Linked DNA regions of Mus musculus: region 1 is linked to region 2. A link is a contact called in public HiChIP or PLAC-seq data. All regions are on one chromosome and are shown on one strand. The core of a region is the stretch at or near the end of the contact, and the rest is flanking DNA. Distances in the headings are between cores, read along the strand shown. Region 1 holds the start of 1600012H06Rik (RIKEN cDNA 1600012H06 gene). Region 2 overlaps Wdr27 (WD repeat domain 27).

Evidence for each region. HiChIP or PLAC-seq counts read pairs in DNA pulled down with a chosen protein or histone mark.
Region 1: a contact with region 2 is called in an H3K27ac HiChIP or PLAC-seq map of double positive thymocytes, with 6 read pairs. The contact joins the promoter of 1600012H06Rik here to the enhancer-like site in region 2. A contact is called at or near these places in 3 of 39 promoter capture datasets (the 3T3-L1 cell line and the HPC-7 cell line), 2 of 484 Hi-C or Micro-C datasets (double positive thymocytes and female germline stem cell-derived STRA8 germ cells), 3 of 115 datasets of contacts at active chromatin or transcription factors (double positive thymocytes and embryonic stem cells) and 1 of 9 other capture datasets (pancreatic islet).

The regions. Positions count from the first base shown.
Region 1 is chr17:14,940,877-14,945,021 of GRCm38.p6, reverse strand. 1600012H06Rik (RIKEN cDNA 1600012H06 gene) reads right to left here and starts at 1,838. Exons shown (of 2, transcript NM_026451.2): 1 at 1,703-1,838; 2 at 1-1,455. The coding sequence starts at 1,409. The coding sequence ends at 852. It overlaps Wdr27 (WD repeat domain 27), which reads left to right and starts at 1,898. Exons shown (of 25, transcript NM_175173.3): 1 at 1,898-1,925. Phf10 (PHD finger protein 10) reads left to right here. Exons shown (of 12, transcript NM_024250.4): 12 at 1-28.
Region 2 is chr17:14,905,050-14,908,968 of GRCm38.p6, reverse strand. Wdr27 (WD repeat domain 27) reads left to right here. Exons shown (of 25, transcript NM_175173.3): 17 at 341-430. Among named protein-coding and RNA genes, the nearest start is that of Wdr27, 36 kb to the left of the region's middle. Within about 2 kb of position 1,683, at least 26 of the 459 cell types and tissues checked have an H3K27ac peak or open chromatin away from gene starts, as enhancers often do. A contact at or near this core is called in double positive thymocytes, where this site is marked.

The sequences.
Region 1 (4,145 bases), core at 589-3,088, 36 kb before region 2:
CTTTTTTGAAATTAACGATGACCTTAAACATCAAGTTGATTTATTTCTTTATTAGCAACTTCTACCCTTGAAACAAAGTCAGAGAAATGGCTCATTTCCCCAGGCTTTAATTTCATAGTGTTGTTTTTTCCAGAGATCAGCAGAAAGAGGTAGTAGCAACTTAATTTGAAGTATTTCTTCTTGAATATAACAAAGTTACCACTTGTTATGACTCTGTCTTGACCTGATTAGGTAGTATCATAGTTACCTAATAACCAGAAAGCTCCAATCTGGCTAAGCAGAGGAAAGGGCAAATGGCCCAAGATCTGGTACAACAGGATTTGGACTCTAAATCACCAGCACAGCAACAGTTTGTCAATACTTGCTGCCAGGAGAGCTTGCTTGGGTATCAGGTACCATACCCCTACTGTGCAGAGGCTCTGGGAAGAGCGAACCTGTCACTGCATTTTCCACCTGGCTTTAAAATGTTAAAGACTTTAAAACTCGAAGTGCTGTACTTCATTTAAATGTCTATAAATTCTACAGTCATCAACTTCTGCACCAGCAGTAAAGTTTAATCTGATTTATACAGCCTGTTACTGTAATCTTCTTACTCACCTGACTAACCAAAATGCATTTAAACATTTTATTGAGCAGACTCCTTTTTATAGGAATTTTAATCTCTAAAATATTGTGCTTGCTGCTTTTCCTGCTTGGGGAGTAAACTGAGGTAACAAAACTGTATGGCTTTATTTTTCCATCCTAGTCTAGAAAAAAGTAACCAGAGTTTCACCAGGTCAAGTAGCTAGGTTCGCAGCAAACTGTAATCGCTCTGTGAAAATAAGGGTTTGTGCTCCAGCATATTCAAGGGATCAGAAGAGAATTTCAAGCACCAGTTTCAAAATGCTAATCAATATCGTCCAGAGAACTGATTCCTCCTCTTGGGCTGCCTCTTCTGGAGCGTAAGCCTGCTGCTGACTGGCTCCTGTTGGGTCAGTGAAATAGGCAGCCTCTCCGAATGGGTACTGATCCACAGTTCTGTCATAGTATACCCTCATCTCAAAGTCGCTCTCATGGTGAGAGGGGTGTCCATAAATTCCTATCCCGACCGGTCGCTGGAAGTGTGCCGGTATAGAGACCACATCCTGGCCGCAAGTGACAGACTGCAGCTCATAGTCGTCGAAGCTCGGGTGCGGAGTGCTGTCCGACACGTACAGGTCCGCATCCCCTCTCAGGCTCTGCATCCTGAGAATAATTTTACCCTCATGGTTCAACCGCAAGTAGCTGTAATTCCCGGCTCCTATTTGGCCCTGGACCACGTGCAGAAGGAGCCACTCCTCCGGGACGTCGTCGTCTTCCAAACATTTTACCAGGGTCACCACCTGGGACGCCAGGATCATCAACAGGGCGCGCCTCCAGGGAGTAGCCATCGCTGGGGCACTCAACTCGGGGACTCCCTCATCTGCAGTCGCTGTGCTGGGAAGGTACGGGTGACAGGCGTGACCCGAGGTGCTCGTCCACGCAGACCAAGATTCGTGCACCTGGGTCCCGGGAACCGACGGTGGGGAAGGGGAAGGAGAGAAGGGATAAAGAGTAGGGAACAGCAGAGAGGGAGGAGCAGAGGAGGCGGGTGGGAAGAGGGAAGCGGTAAGAGGGACCTTAGGACAGGCCCCTGGGGGCGCAGGTGTCTGGAGAATAGCGAGGTCGCCAACCCCGAACTCACCGCCACGCCCCGCAGGCCACGCAGCACCCGCAGCACCCGGGCTCAGCCTGGAACTCGCCCCAGCTGGCGGAAAAGAGGCCGCGCCCGGAAGTGTGGTACTCCGGAAGCGAGGGCTTTTGGGAACCAACTCCGGCCTAAGGGACCGGAAGTGAGGTAACGCCAGGCTCTCGCGAGAATAGAGCAGCTTTCCCCCGTAACCATAGCGACGCGGCTGGCGTGGTCGGTGAGTTCCGGGGAAAGTGGGCTGGACGGTCGGTGAGGCTGCCAGGGATTGCAGCTTGCGACAAGCTCCCTTGAGGGGATGACTGGGAAGCCTGCTCCCGGATGGCGGAGGGCCGAGCCGCGCCCGGTCCAGCCTTCTCCTCCCGCGCCCCCAGAGCCGCGCGTGAGTGGCCTCCCTAAGCCCTGCAGCACAAGCCCCTGAGTGCGGGCAGCACCGGGAGGGACACTTTTGGATTTGTCTTAAACCATGACAGAAGGGAAATATAAATTTCAACATGAGAACTACTAGTAAGAAATGATTCCTCCCCCCCCCCCAAGCCCACAATTGCCATCACCCCACCCCCCACATTTTTTTGGGAAGTAATTTAGTAATTAGAAAACTTAGTGTACATTTAATCAAGTTTAGTGGCGAGTTCTTTAGCCTTTGCTTTTTCCAGCTTGGCAACGCGAGCCACAGACTTAGGGCCCAGCACGTTGCCTCCTCAGTGGCGACGGATCTCGTTATATCTGTGATTACAATTGATCCTAATAGCTTCCACCAGCTTAGCCAGAGCACCCTTGTCTTCCGGGTTAACCTATGTGAAGGCAACAGTGGTGCATTTCTTCCTGTGGACCAGGCGCCCCAACCTGGGCAGGACAAGCAGGAAAACCACCAGCTCAATGGGGTCTACATCATGGGCAATCACCACCAGCTGAGCCTTCTTGTTCTCCACCAAGGTGGTGACTATATTGACTCCTGCTCAATGGACAGGTGGTCTCTTAGTTGGGACGTCGCCTTTGCCAGCAGCTTTCTTCTCAGCAGGGGCCAGTAGCCTTTGCTTCTTTTGCGTTGTCTCTGGCCTGTACTTGTGGGCAAGCTGTTTGCCTGTCCAGGGCCTGGGTGAACTGGTTAATGGCAGGAGGGACTTTGAGCCGCTTGTAGAGGATGGCTCTTTGCCGCTGCAGCATGATGTAGCGGGGCCATTTGATGAAGCGTGTAAGATCTCTTTTGGGCTGGATGTCCTTCCCAAATGGCGAAATTCGTGGGCCTTTTCTCAAACTAAGGATTGACCACTTTTTTGGCCTCCTGGTCCTTGACACCGGCGATGCTCAGGGTCACCTTCTTCCCTTGGCTGTCTTTCCTTTAGGCATCTTGCTTGGCTGGAGGAGAAAGCATGCACACAGTTCTTAAGACTAGATTTCATGTCTGGAGACTTTTCCTGGTTTATAAATGGGTGGAAAGGCAAGAAGTTCTTTGTCTCATTTTACAAGAACACCAATCGCATCAAGGAGGTTCCACATTCAAGACCGAGATTACCTCCCATTGTCCCTCTGAGCCTTAAGACCATCATCACCTTGGAAGACAGAGTTCAATATGGAATATTTGTGGGAGACACATTTAAATAAGAGCATTAGGTAATACATGCAGTATAATGGCCCAAAAGTTCAAAATTAGTAGGCCAACAAAAGCAGGATACCAGTTACTTCGTAGCTTACAAGAAAAAAAAAAACCAAACAAACAAACAACAACAACAACAACAAAAAACCAACCAACTCCTAAGTATAAAGATAGGATCTTTCATCATATTTGATAATTTAGGAAAGAACCTGAAACCTTATTAAGAACCTAAGTGTCATTTTGCTGTTTTATGTCACTCTGTTAGCTATAGCTATTTGTTAGTGTTATCCTCAATGTCTAGGTCTTCAGGGTACTGGAATTGGAGCTCAATTCCTTTCCTAGATAACGTGGAGAACTTTATCTTTTGATGTAAGTGAAGGTTCAAGGGTATTTTTACGATGCTGCCATTTTCTGTGGGAGCCCATCAGCTGTTGAATTGCCTATTATGGTTTCTAAACGCAAGAATGAAGTGACCTGATTCTACCTGTGTAGCTACTGAGAAACATTTTTCATATTGTATAATCAGAAGGAAGCAATTTTATTTCTTAAGAATACACATATAGAAGGAACTAGTTTTAGCCGAGATGCTCCTTGAGTTAGAGCAATCGCATGTGTACTTGTGTGTAGTGTATAGATAGCTCTTAGTATATCCGAGACGATTGCTCTTTTCTACTGACTTAGCTTTAGAACCAGAGTGCCTTTATCTTTCACTCATCAATGCATTTCTTGAGTTGTTCCCCTTGTCTCACACACACTGTAGTCTTATTATCTGTCTGATGTTCCTGTGTGTAGGATGTCTGGGATATGCTATTCCATGTTATCTCTGAGGAAACACAGTAAGAC
Region 2 (3,919 bases), core at 434-2,933:
TTGGTAAAGATCCCCCAACTTTGGCTGTTGGGAAAGTGCTGGCTGTCACTGTCCCTTCTGTTTTTCTTCTGTGAGCAGAAGGCTGCGATGGTGCCAGTGACAGCTACTCCATGAGGTCTGGGGAGAATGGTGTTGATGGTCCTGATGGAGAGTTAGTTCAGGGCCTGGTTCACTCCTTGGGAAGGAGAGCGTGAGAAAGGCGAGTGGGCCTTGTTATGTGCTGTACCCAGTTATTCTCTACTCGAGAAAAATGACTATTTATCTAAATGTTCTCTACTCTGTCAGTTGGCCAGTGGGCTTCCCATGCTTTGATTTTATAGTGCTGTTTATTTTTCAACAGGGGATGGACAGAAGCTGGCCTGTGGCTTAGGTAACCACCTGTCCCTGGTCTTCAACGCCAGCCTTTCAGGACCACCGGCTGCCTTTTCAGGTTTCCTTACGTTTTTTTTTTTTTTTTTTTTTTTTGGTTTTTTTTGAGACAGGGTTTCTCTGTGTAGCCCTGGCTGTCCTGGAACTCACTTTGTAGGCCAAGCTGGCCTTGAACTCAGAAATCCGCCTGCCTCTGCCTCCCGAGTGCTGGGATTAAAGGCGTGCGCCACCACCGCCCAGCAGGTTTCCTTACTTTTGAGGGCTGGGAAGGAGTGGGATGTCTTCCCAGTGCATGAGCTCTGGGAGACAAGGCTATGGCCAGGGCCTTCCTGGGCAAAAGCATTGGAACAGCTTCGGTCAGTAAAGGAAGCCCACTCCTGCAAAGCTGAAGTAGGTTTAATTTAGTAAAAAGTTTTTATTGAAGTGTGTTTTGAAATTTAGTTGGCTTCTTAATGGATGTTTTAATACATTAAGCAGCTCAATACCTTTTAAAAGTAAAAACAGCCATGTTATGTTGCTACTGTGGTCACTTCCTAACTGATTTACAATTTCCCCTAGCTTTACAGCCAACAGTTCTTAGCTTTTAAGTAAGATTCTGGAGCTGCTTTAGAAACATGTACTAGGTATTGTTACTGAATACAACTACACACAAAATCCCTTGACTTAGGTCCATTTGCCTTATATGCCCGCTTGGGTAGTCGTGGACAGACACTCATAAGTTGCCTAGGAGCAGAGGCACAGGCATGAAGTGCTAGGAAGGTGAATGGGTGAGGACCAGGTAAGGTCATGCTTACGATCAGAGGTGTACACTGTGACCCATGCATGTTGGGTGCCTGGCCTAGCTTGAACTGTGTAGTCTACATCAGGGTCCTTGCAGTGTCTAGGGTGGTTTGAAAGAGAAAGGGGGATGCCCTCAGGAGGACTAGAGTCATCCATGATGGGCTTGTCCTGGGGTCTGAGTGTGGAGTACCAGTTGTCAGCCTTCTGTGCTGTATTGAAGGACCAGGCTGTGACTGCTCATAGAAAGCATCTCTGTGGAATTCTGCCTTGTCCGTTGCCTGCGCTGCCTTTCAGATTCAAGGAGGCGCAGTCTAGGATGACAGCTTATGCTGTGGTGAGTGGAAGATGGCTGATGAGGAGAGTATTGCAGCTCTGAATGGGTCATCCACTTCTTGGGAAACCTGAACTCTGCTTGCATTGCCCCCCTGCAGCCTCTGCAGCTGCGGTTAGGGTGGAGGCGGATGTAAACATCCCTGCTGTCGTCTGAGAAGGGTGGGTGCTATTACGTAGCTGATAGAAAAGCCACTTAAGTCAGGAGGTAGGATTGTGTAGGGCAGGGACTGAGCAAGTATGTTATCAGTGAGGATGCTCAGACGTGCCCTAACCCAGGGCGGATGTGAGCCCGGGCCGGTGTCGCACGTGCTCTCTGCCCGTGCAGTCACAGTGCCATTTCCTAGGGCTTTGACTCTTTGCAAGCTTGCTGAGTGCTTGAGACGTTTGTCAGTGTTGCCTATTTATTTGTTTTTAATTAACCCTTTTGGAATTTTGTAAAATGTATTTGATCATATTCCTCCCCCCAACTCTTCACATATTCACCCCTTCTTTACCCACCCTGCTGCTTTATGTTCTTGTTTTGCTTTGCTTTGTTTTGTTTTGTTTTAAACCCATCAGTTCCAATTTGTGTTATCCATGAGCTTTTGTCTGTCTGGCCTTCACTGGAGTTTGACCTACGAGGGCCAGGCCCTTAAAGAAAGCAGACTCTCCCTCTCCCAGCTGGTTTGAGCTTGCACAAGTCTTACTCATGCTGCCAGAACTGCTGTGTGTTTATATGCCAACTGCCCTGCTGTATCTGGAAAAGAGTTTTCTTGCTCTGCCATCTCTGGCCCTTTCAGCCTCTGTTTCTTCTCCTGAGCCCTGGGAGGGAGTGCTCTAGCTGGATGTCAATGTCCCATTCAGATTGAGCACTTCAGTCTCTTACTATGTTTGCATCTTCACCAGTGGTAGGTCTCTGTGTTAATCACCGCCTGCTGAGGACGGCAGTGAATGTGCTGAAGGCTGAGAGGCGCACTAATCCATGGCTATGAGGTTAAGTCATCGGGAGTCAGTATCACACTGTGGCTGTTCAGCAGAGCACTAGGACAATGCTCCCCCTATGTCTACTAGCCACAGGTTCTTAGCCTGATGTTGGTGCCTAGTATGGGTTTCAATTTGTGGATGGGCCTTAAATCCAATCAGAATATAGTTTATCACTATTATATTCACACCATTATTACAATAGCCGTGTCCTGTCAGGCTGATGGCAGCATTCAGAGTTTGCAGCCAGGTATGACTTATGATAACTTCTCTGTGGTAGAATGCACAGCACCGCCCAGTACTATGGAAGCCAGCCAGAAGGGATGAAGCCTCAGGTTCTAACCAGCTTCATTTCTTTATAGTCTGTGACCCAAGCATGTGTGTTTCTATCAATAGGGTCTTACCGTCAGTCTCTGGATGGTAGCCAATAACATTGGCAATGGCCTGTAATATTCGGAGTTCTGTGGGACCCCAGTGGCCAGTAAGTCCAAAAGTGGTAATCATTCTGGACTCTGGGCTTTTCATTTGTTAGCCTATGGTATCTAGGAGGGGTTTGCCACCCCATTATAGAGTAACTCCATTTAAATTCTTCTTATATATGTAGTATACATTTTAAGTATACTTACTTTTACAGTGGTAGGCTTCCATGTGACTTTTTCAAAAGTTCTTCAGTGTTAGTCACCCCTCATGTTCCGTCCTCTACTCTTTGTTCCCAGCCTCTACCCCATTTAACCTTCCCTTTCCCATTACTGGCCGTCACCTCTTTATACCATCCCCCCTCTCTCTTTTTGTTTTGTTTTTCGAGACAGGGTTTCTCTGTATAGCCCTGGCTGTCCTGGAATTCACACTGTAGACTAGGCTGGTCTTGAACTCAGAAATCTGCCTGCCTCTGCCTCCCAAGTGCTGGGATTAAAGGCGTGCGCCACCACTGCCCGGCTCTTTATACCATTCCATTTGCTCTTTGCTCCCTTGAAAGCCCCACCCCAGGGTCCCTTACTAATTTTCTGAATTCCATAGGAATTCCAGATGAAACACACATATCGGAAGACTCAAAGATAACACCTATGGATTTGAGAAAACATGCAAAGTTGGTGTTTCTGAGTCTGGGTTACTACTCTCAGGATGGTTGTTTCCACCCATATCCGTTTACCTGGGGATTTCATAATTGTGCTTTTCTTAAGGGCTGAATAGCGTAGGAAATAAATATCCTATGTCTTCATTGTACATAGATGAGTTGATAGACACACAGGCTGTTTCCATATTCTGACTGTTGTGACTAGAGCCAATTGTGAACATGGAGGAGCAACCGTCTCTACAGTAGGATATAGAGTCCTTTGGGTATGCAGTGCTAGAGCTGGATCATGTGATAGTCTTTTTCCAGCTGTTTGACCAGCTTCCACACAGATTTTCACAGTGCTCCACGTTGTGTTCCCACAGTAGTGAGTAAATGTTTTTTTGCACATTTGAGAGGTCCTTT